Linked DNA regions of Mus musculus: regions 1 and 2 are each linked to region 3. Evidence: chromatin contacts called from public HiChIP or PLAC-seq and promoter capture Hi-C data. All regions are on one chromosome and are shown on one strand. Each heading gives the region's core, a stretch centred on a gene start, on an enhancer-like site or on the middle of the called end of the contact. The rest is flanking DNA. Distances are from core to core; before and after follow the strand shown. Region 1 has its middle 6.6 kb from the start of Gm46758. Region 2 has its middle 15 kb from the start of Spred1. Region 3 has its middle 61 kb from the start of Gm39912.

Region 1 (2,700 bases), core at 90-2,589, 76 kb after region 3:
GGAAATGTTTTCATCTTTTTGCAGGTAGATGCTCTTCAGTTTCTTGGGAAACTACTTCCCCTCCTCCCTTCCCTTTCTTTTTGGTCTGAAGATCTTATCTTTTCCTGATGCCTTTTAGGGGAGTCTCTTTTCTACTTTTCATGCCAGAAGGGTTTCACACCAGAAGGGTAATGTGTTGGCAGTGTAAGGTGGTTATGCGAGGCACACATCACACTGTGGTGTGTGGTGTGACTACCCAATCACCACGCCTATGAGCTGAATAGGCATCTTCTTCTCTACGTTTGTGGGAACAGGTATAAGAGGCTGTTGCAGGCAACGATGCTGCTGTCTCGAGCTCCGCACTCACTGCCTCTTTGTCTTCGTTGGAGCTGGCTTTCCACTTGAGCATCTTGGTAGCACAGGACATGGGGTGGATGCTGAAGCACAGCTGTGCCTTGAAGAACTTGAGATATTGGGCTACCAGCGCTCGAGCCTATAACTTGCTTCTAATGAGTCGTATATCAAATGTAAATGAAATGTCACCTTGGTAATTCCTTGGTAATTGGGACATTTCCTAAGATTACACTTTAGCACACCAGATCCTCTCCTTTTATGATATGTGCAGTTATATTAGGGAAACTCACTTGTCGTATGGCCATTCCACCTCAAAGGCACCCAGTTACCACTGATCTTGGAGTCTGAGTATGATAAAGCCTGGTTACCATCGGAAGAGAGAGCCCCATGTGCTGAAGAGCTGCAGGCAGCTGATCTGAGGATAGCTATAGTCAAACAACTGTAAGAAAATGAATTCTGTCAACAGTGGGAGTGAAGTTGGAAAGTAGATCTTCCCTAGTGGATCCTTTGATGAGAGGACAGACCAGATGATGCCTTGGCTGTGAGCCCCGAAGAAGTCTCCACTAAGCCTGCCCATGAAAACAGACATAATGAGTATAGGGTGATTTGTGAGCCTCAGTTTGTGGCAATCTGTTATGTAGTATTAGAGCACTAATCCAGAAATCTGGGATTTGGGACCATTATGTAATGTGGCCAGCGCTCTCCAGTTCCCTTGTTCAGGCAGATATCCTGTTTATCAATATGATTTCTACAAAGATAGACTGCACTGCAGTTCAGGTATGGAATTGTTAGCTGTTGAGTACTCTATGTCTCCAGGGCATAATTTTTAGAATGGAAAAAGAAGAGGCAGAGTTCCACTCTGCTTGCTTAATGCTTCTCTAGACACCCTGTTCCAGGAAGCATCCCTAAGTAATCAGAATAAAAATACGGCAACAATGTAACAAGTGCGTCTGTGTCCTGGGGACTGGAGGAGTGAGAGGAAGTGCCAGAAGTTGAAGCGGTACTCAGACAGAGCTTGTGAAATAGTTACAATTTGTCTGACCCACCTTGTAGACAAAAGCTTACACTAGATGTTTCCCCTGATGTTTCTTTAGCCAGGTAACAACCTCGCAGTTCCAGCCTGCTGAATACCACTTCTATTTTGGGAATGTGCCCAGGATCATTCTGTCTTTCTTAGTCATCCCTTTCTATATTTAATGGCCCTTACACTCAGACTTTTGAATTTAGAGCTTTCTTATATCTCTTATTGTTCTGTGAAGACTTGTCCTGTCTCCTATCTGCCACTGAGCAGATGGGGCCACCTGGTGAACTGTATCTCTCCACAGCCTTTGGCATGCCTGTCTGTCTAGTTCCCCCTCATTCTTGACTGACTTCCGTGGGGAGGAAGAGCTGGACATTACCCCCCCACACACACACACACGGAGTCCTCTTTGCTTCCTCTGAGGTCTGACTTTAATTTTAAATGCTGTGCCCATGAGTCAGTGGGCAGTCACTAAGATGAAGAATCGTGTGTCAACTAACCCACCAGGCTTATCTTGGAAGACCTGCAAGTTTCCTCTTTAGGGGAAGAAACCAATTTGAAACCAATTTGGGAAATGGGTGTCTAGTATCCTGTACTGGAAGATTGAGACACCATTGACATTTCTATCACCCATGGCTCACATGAGTAATGTCATCAAAAAACGAAACTCTGGTTTTCTGAGGCTGGAGTCAGCTGTGTTTCTTCCTACATTCACACCAGAAGCATAGCCGAGGAATAAAGAGCAGATAAAGTAGATGTATAGGGAGGCTATTGTTTTAGGTTTGCACGCCATACAATGATCGCTTGGACTTTGTCAGGGGCAGGGAAAGTCTTCCCACAAATTGGGTTTCACAGATTCTCTTTGCATCTATTTTGCATATTATTTAAAAGAAACCTAGTACTCAGAACAAACAGAACCGCAGGGAGATTTACAGATTAAAAAGGGCCCCTGTTTTCTGTTGTTAATTGTTATATAATGGTTAGCGAGGGATTTCTTCCTCTGGGAAGCTGGAACATGGTGTTGTAAAGATGTCCTGCTTGTTCACTGCGTTGCTTGGTCTCTGCTTTATTAGTAGATACCCTTGATTTCTCACACGCTGCTCTGTAGCTATGCATCTTGGCTATTGGCAGGAATTTTCTGAGTGGCAGTTGTTTGCCTGGTGGCTGGGCTTTGCAATGTCCTGGTCCTTGGTCTTGAGTTGAGACTATCCCTTGGTTAGCTCTTCTTTCTGCATTTGTAATGTCAATACTTTCTACATTTTTTTTTTTGTATCTGTTAGTTTTTTCATCACTCTGACCATCTGCCTGACAAGAAACAACTTAAGGGAGGAAGGGTTTATTCTGGC
Region 2 (2,732 bases), core at 99-2,598, 110 kb before region 3:
TGGCACATAGTGAGGGATCATCTTGCTTAGATTAGTTGAAATGAGAAGGGCTGCCCACCATGCCCTGGGCTGGGACCCTGAACTGTACAAAACAAGAAAATGAACCGATCGCAAGTATTCACCATCTCTCTGCTTGCAAAGTACAGATGTGACGGAACCAGGAGCCTCAACCTCCGACTGCTAGGACTTGCTGGCCATGATAAGCTGGATCCTGAAACTGTGAGGGAAAAGAAACCCTTTCTCCCTTAAGTTGCTTTTGTCAGAGTCATTTCTCACAGAAACAGGAAAAAGAAACCAAGTTATACACAGCACTCCCAGGAGTCCCAGGGAGCAAAGAAAATGATACTAAATTGCTTTTTAAATTAGATCAAGTGTTCTTTATAAGCACTAGGAACTCTGTCATAAATTTCTGCAGTCAGAGGGCACCAAGTCTCCATGTCTACAAGGGACTACTGTTGGTAATTGAGAACATATGAATTCAGACCCTCTGCTGTATACCTAAATGTGCAGGCAGTAAACATGGGTTTGCGTATGCCACAATGACACCATGCCTCATGCATGCTTTATAGCAGTGTTTATTCTTTGAAACAGTCACATGGTAGTTTGTTGTTTGGGTATACAGGACATTACCTGCATCTGTTTATTGATCTGTTTCTACATCAATCTTTGCTTATTACTGTGTTCATCTTTTCCTGTCAGAAATAGCGCTTTGGTGAACACCCTGTAAACTTATCTTTAAGTATATTTATACTTAAAAGTAAAGATTTCTCTCAGGAAACTTTACATTAGTGGCATTCTTAAGTTAAAAGGAAGAATTTGTTCATTTGTTTGCTGACTTACTGTATTTTTGTGACAGGGTCTTGCCTTCTCTGTAGCCCATGGCTTTGAACTCCAGAGTCTATCTGCCTCAGCCTCCTGAATGTAAAATACTACAGCTGACTTGAGAATAAACATTTTAAAGATCCTCCCTCTAAAGTATGTCTTTTTTTAAACAATTATTTTCTCACTAGTAACAAATGACAGTACCATTTTCTTTATATTCACCCACATAAGGAAGGATAATGATATTTCTTAATTTTTATTAATTGTAACGCCCTACCCAAATACTCTATTGCTGGTTTTGTTTTTGTACTTCCCTAATTACCAGCTTTAATGTCGTTCATGTTTCTTCTTCAGAGAGCTCTATTATTTACCCTCTTCTTATGTATTTCTTTGCCTCAGTTTCCTGAGCTGTATCCTTAGCTTATAATAAACTAACCCCAGTACATTTGTTGTAATGTTGTCCCAGCACAGAGCAGTTTAGTCAGCTCCTAAAAGCTTGTACCCACTTCTTCTTTCCTGAAGCAGTAATGAACAATAATTCTCCAGAGAGATGCAGGTGGGCGTTGCTGGACTCTGAAAGTGTGCCACATAATCTATGCTGGTGGAAAGGAAGACCCTGTAATACCCAATGCTGTTGGCCGCTCGCCTCCTGCCCAGTCTCATTTGCTTCATCTCTGTTCATGTTCATCCCACCACAGAGAGAGACTCTTGGTATCGCCCTCATTTCAGTGGGAAGGAAACGAAAGCAGATGGAGGTTAAATAAGCTCGAGGAGGTTTCACAAGAAAGTCGCAAAGCTCTGCTTCAAAGTCAGGCCATCTGGCTTTGTAACCACAGAGCTAGGTCTTCATGGCCAGAGTGTAACTAAAGCAGTGTCAGAGGGGAAAGAAACCATGACAAGGGCACAGACAGAGAAAAGAGAAAAGTGAGGGCCAAGGAGGAAACCAGAAGGGAGAAGACAGTAGATGCTGAGAGGCAAGAGAAAGAGCAAGTGTCGCACCTCCCCCATGCTACAGTCCACAGAAATGCCAAGACCTGAACTCTTCCAAAGGAGGGTTTACACTTACACCTCACAGGCGCTATAGGTCTAATACAAGCTTCCTAAATAATTGGAAGTTTATACTTAAAAACATTCTGAAAGAGTCTAACTCATTCATTGGACCCACTTATCACAATAGAAAAGAAAATAGAAAACTACTTCATCCAAGTGGCACTCAGCTGGAAGCAGTTTCTTTCTGCCAGCCCCCACCACACACATACACACACACATACACACACACACACACACACACACACACACACACAGAGAGAGAGAGAGAGAGAGAGAGAGAGAGGACATTTGATGTTGTCTGGAAATATTTTTAGTTGTTCAGGGGGTGGGTGGGAGGGAATGTCACTGGCATCTAGTGAGAAGAGTCCAGAGACACTCCTAAAGACAGCCCCTCACTGCAGCAGCAAATTATCTGCCTGATGACATCAGCAGCATCAAGGATGGAACTACACCTTCTGAGAGACAGTGGTACTAGGCTCACTCTGATTGTATGGGAATTTGTCTCAAAACAAAGATTAAGGGACTCATAGAGCTTTTCTTTCTATCTATTTTCTGGGGTTTTTTTCTTTCAAATCCTTCCTGCCTGGCCTAAATTTGGACCACTCGTTTTAAAAATTAATGCAAAATAGAAGTAGTATAATAGCCTGAGCCAATGAATTTGGGTGCAGCTCCCTGCCAGCATTTCCTCTCTTTAGCCATGGAATTCTTTGGAGAGTATTTTGTGAATGATATTATTTGGATGTCTCTGTATAAAGCCATGGATTAAAATGAAACAGAGCAGATGTTAAGATAACAATAGCAAAAGGAAGAAGTTTTCTTCTATTGAAACTGTGAGAGGAATAATTATTACCCTCAAATTA
Region 3 (2,833 bases), core at 229-2,728:
CAGACATATAAATTACCCAGAATGCTTTGATCAGCTCTTAGAGGCTAAAATCAATACATTGATGTCTGTCTCACTCTGACCAATGTACACTGTAAGGGAAGAGAAGAAGGGTTTATTTGGCTCATGGAGTTATTGCCCATCATGGCAAGAAAGGCATGGCAGAGTTCCTGGTGGTGGGATCCTAGGTTCTCATATCATGGTGGACCAGGAGGTTGAGAGGAAGCCTGCACTGGGGAGTTGGGCTAGAGCTGTCAAATGCTCACCCCTAGTCATGTACTTTCACCTGCTAGCCCTACCACTTAAAGGCTCGCTGTCCCCACAGTAGTGACAGAGAACAAGAACTCAGACCACAAGTCAGTGGGCATCATTCTATACTCAAGCCACAATGCCAAGCAAAGATCTGGGAACAACCAACAGCACCACCAACAAAACCCAAGAGAAGAAAAGAAACAAAAGGAACAACAGAACAAGTAGGAAGTTCAGGAGCCAATATGCCTAGAAAAGTAATAAAACACTCCATGTCAGAAACCATGCAAAGGACAAATGTCCAAGTATCAGAGTATAAAGTTGGAGAAACTTTCCTGGGAAGAAAACGTAAAACAGAGGAGCTGTCTAAGAGATCCCAGCCTCAACCAAAACTAGTTCCCAAAGAAGATAGGAAATAAAAAACGGAGAAGGATGTAGAATCCCCTGGAGACAAGCCTCTGGTCTTAGCAATGAGGCAGTTTCTAGGTGAGTTAATTGAGAGGGGAAGACATACTCTAATTGTGGGCAGCAATATCTGCATGCTGGGGCTCTGGACTGAAGATAAAAGAGAAATGGAGCCCGTCGCCAGCATTCATCTCTCTCTGCTCGACTGATCTAAGGACGGGATGCACTTATGTATGTTTTGACTTGTTTGGTTAATCGACAGCTGGGGTAAGCTAGTGACGGGGACATAGAAAACCAGAAGAGTGGTCATTATTAACCAGTAAGAATAAAGGTCTTACACAAGGGAAGTGAAGTCAAAGTGAGATGATTTTTTTTTTTTGCCTGTGAATGATATTTACGAATCATGCTAATTAAATTCTAAGGTTAATTGAATAGGTAGTCAATACTGGAAGAACAGTGTGTGTGTGTCTGCCTGTATGTATGTGTGTGTATGTGCTTGTGTGTACGTTGTATATATGCACGTGTCTGTCAAGAGTTTGATGTAAGACATTTCACTTTTGTCTTCTTTAAAAGAAATGTAACAGGTCAAACACATAGGAGGAAATCTCAGAAAGTAACAGCCAAGAGAATTCTCTAGAAATATAAAGTTCTAGAAATATAAAGTAAAAGTAGAATAAATAGTTGAAGACTGGAAAGTGATTGCTTTTGTGCTGGGTGAGGCAGAAGACTGCCTGGTTTGCTTTGTGGTTAGACTTTAAGTGCTAATCAGCTTCCCAGTTGATTCATTCCTGGGTTGGCTAGTGTTTTGTCAACTTGACACACGATAGTCATCTGGGAAGAGGAACCACAACTGAGAAAGAGCCTCCTTCAAGATTGGCATGTATGCAAATGTGTAGGGCATTTTCTTGATTAATGATTGATGTGGGAGGCCCAGACCATTATGGGCGGTGCCAGCTGAGCCGTTGATCTTGGATGGTATAAGAAAGCCATGTTGAGCAAGCAGTGTGTCTCCACGATCTCTGCCTCAGTTGCTGCCTCCAAGTTCCGCTGGACCTCCTGCATTGGCTTCCCCTGATGATGGACTGCGCCCTGCAAGCCAAACGCACCCTTTCCTCCTCAAGTCACTTTTGGTAATAGTTTACCACAGCAGAAGAAATCAAACTAAGGTGATACATACACATTTTTTTTAAATGAAATTTAAATTTTTAGTTAAAAAACTAAAAATGAAAACAAATGACAATATAGAGTACACACTTGTGTACACACACACATGTACACACAGACAGAGATTGGGGAAAGGGACAGACAGATAGGCAGGCAAATGTGTGCATAAAATGGAATAAAAAGGCAACTGGAGTTTAGTCTGTCTTGGCTGATGTCTGGAGGCAGAGGATGGATTTCCTCTACTTCCAGTGTCTTTGGCAAAATCAGGTTCAAAACTATGCTTTAGCTCTGTCATGCCTGGGGCCATGGGGACCATCACTGCTGCTGTCACACAGGAAAAGCTGAGCAAAAATGAGAGACTATGCTGAAGGACAGACTCACTTTCACACTCCAACCTTGACCATGGTAGGGTTGTCCCAGACCTTATCTCTGGGAAACAGGATGTTCATGCTGCTTTGAGTCAGACTCAGTGTGGTGGGCTTGTGGGGAGGGTGGCAATGATAACAGCAGCACCAGTCTCCCTCTGAGCTACTGAGAGTTCACGTGGCCTCTGACTCATCATCTTCCTAGACTCTCCAAGCTTTCAACATGAGCAACTTTGGGGACAGTTCCCATTGTCTTTCTTTTCTTCTCCTTTAAAAAAGAGAAAAGAAAAGAAAACTTTAAGACAAATATTTCTGATCATTGCTCCTCCCAATCCCCTACTTCCTCCCAGTTTCCATTTTTCTTCAAACTATTAAAATTCTGTCTTGCTTCAGCTCATGCTGAAAGATGGCACCATAGCATACCAGACAGGTCTGGTCCTGAGCTGAGATTGTGGAATGAATGGCATATTTATAGTGAAATCTCATTCATTTTAGATTTAAACTTATGTCACATTTTTTTCAGAACTGAAATTCTTTCCTTAAGCAATTCTTGGACTAGGTATATATATATATATATATATATATATATATATATATATATATATATATTGCCTGAGAATGAGATCTATCCAGAGAATGGAGGGATAAGGTAA

What was found. Promoter capture Hi-C pulls out the DNA fragments that hold promoters and counts their contacts. HiChIP or PLAC-seq counts read pairs in DNA pulled down with a chosen protein or histone mark.
Region 1: a promoter capture Hi-C map of the HPC-7 cell line shows a contact between it and region 3. The contact joins two enhancer-like sites. A contact is called at or near these places in 2 of 39 promoter capture datasets (both in the HPC-7 cell line), 4 of 484 Hi-C or Micro-C datasets (the G1E-ER4 cell line, the HPC-7 cell line, embryonic stem cells and 1 more) and 4 of 115 datasets of contacts at active chromatin or transcription factors (the HPC-7 cell line, bone marrow-derived macrophages, embryonic stem cells and 1 more).
Region 2: a contact with region 3 is called in an H3K27ac HiChIP or PLAC-seq map of the HPC-7 cell line, with 9 times the contacts expected there. The contact joins two enhancer-like sites. A contact is called at or near these places in 3 of 39 promoter capture datasets (the HPC-7 cell line, embryonic stem cells and hematopoietic stem and progenitor cells), 2 of 15 datasets of contacts at CTCF or cohesin (the G1E-ER4 cell line and large pre-B cells), 28 of 484 Hi-C or Micro-C datasets (the AML12 cell line, ECoMG-derived neutrophils, the F1.1 cell line and 20 more), 17 of 115 datasets of contacts at active chromatin or transcription factors (the 230-238 cell line, CD8 T cells, the HPC-7 cell line and 11 more) and 1 of 9 other capture datasets (bone marrow-derived macrophages).

What each region holds. Positions count from the first base shown.
Region 1 is chr2:116,922,005-116,924,704 of GRCm38.p6, reverse strand. No RefSeq gene overlaps it. Among named protein-coding and RNA genes, the nearest start is that of Gm46758, 6.6 kb to the right of the region's middle. Within about 2 kb of position 1,339, at least 35 of the 459 cell types and tissues checked have an H3K27ac peak or open chromatin away from gene starts, as enhancers often do. A contact at or near this core is called in the G1E-ER4 cell line, the HPC-7 cell line and bone marrow-derived macrophages, where this site is marked.
Region 2 is chr2:117,104,402-117,107,133 of GRCm38.p6, reverse strand. No RefSeq gene overlaps it. Among named protein-coding and RNA genes, the nearest start is that of Spred1, 15 kb to the left of the region's middle. Within about 2 kb of position 1,348, at least 68 of the 459 cell types and tissues checked have an H3K27ac peak or open chromatin away from gene starts, as enhancers often do. A contact at or near this core is called in the 230-238 cell line, CD8 T cells, the HPC-7 cell line and 2 more, where this site is marked.
Region 3 is chr2:116,998,481-117,001,313 of GRCm38.p6, reverse strand. No RefSeq gene overlaps it. Among named protein-coding and RNA genes, the nearest start is that of Gm39912, 61 kb to the left of the region's middle. Within about 2 kb of position 1,478, at least 40 of the 459 cell types and tissues checked have an H3K27ac peak or open chromatin away from gene starts, as enhancers often do. A contact at or near this core is called in the 230-238 cell line, CD8 T cells, the G1E-ER4 cell line and 3 more, where this site is marked.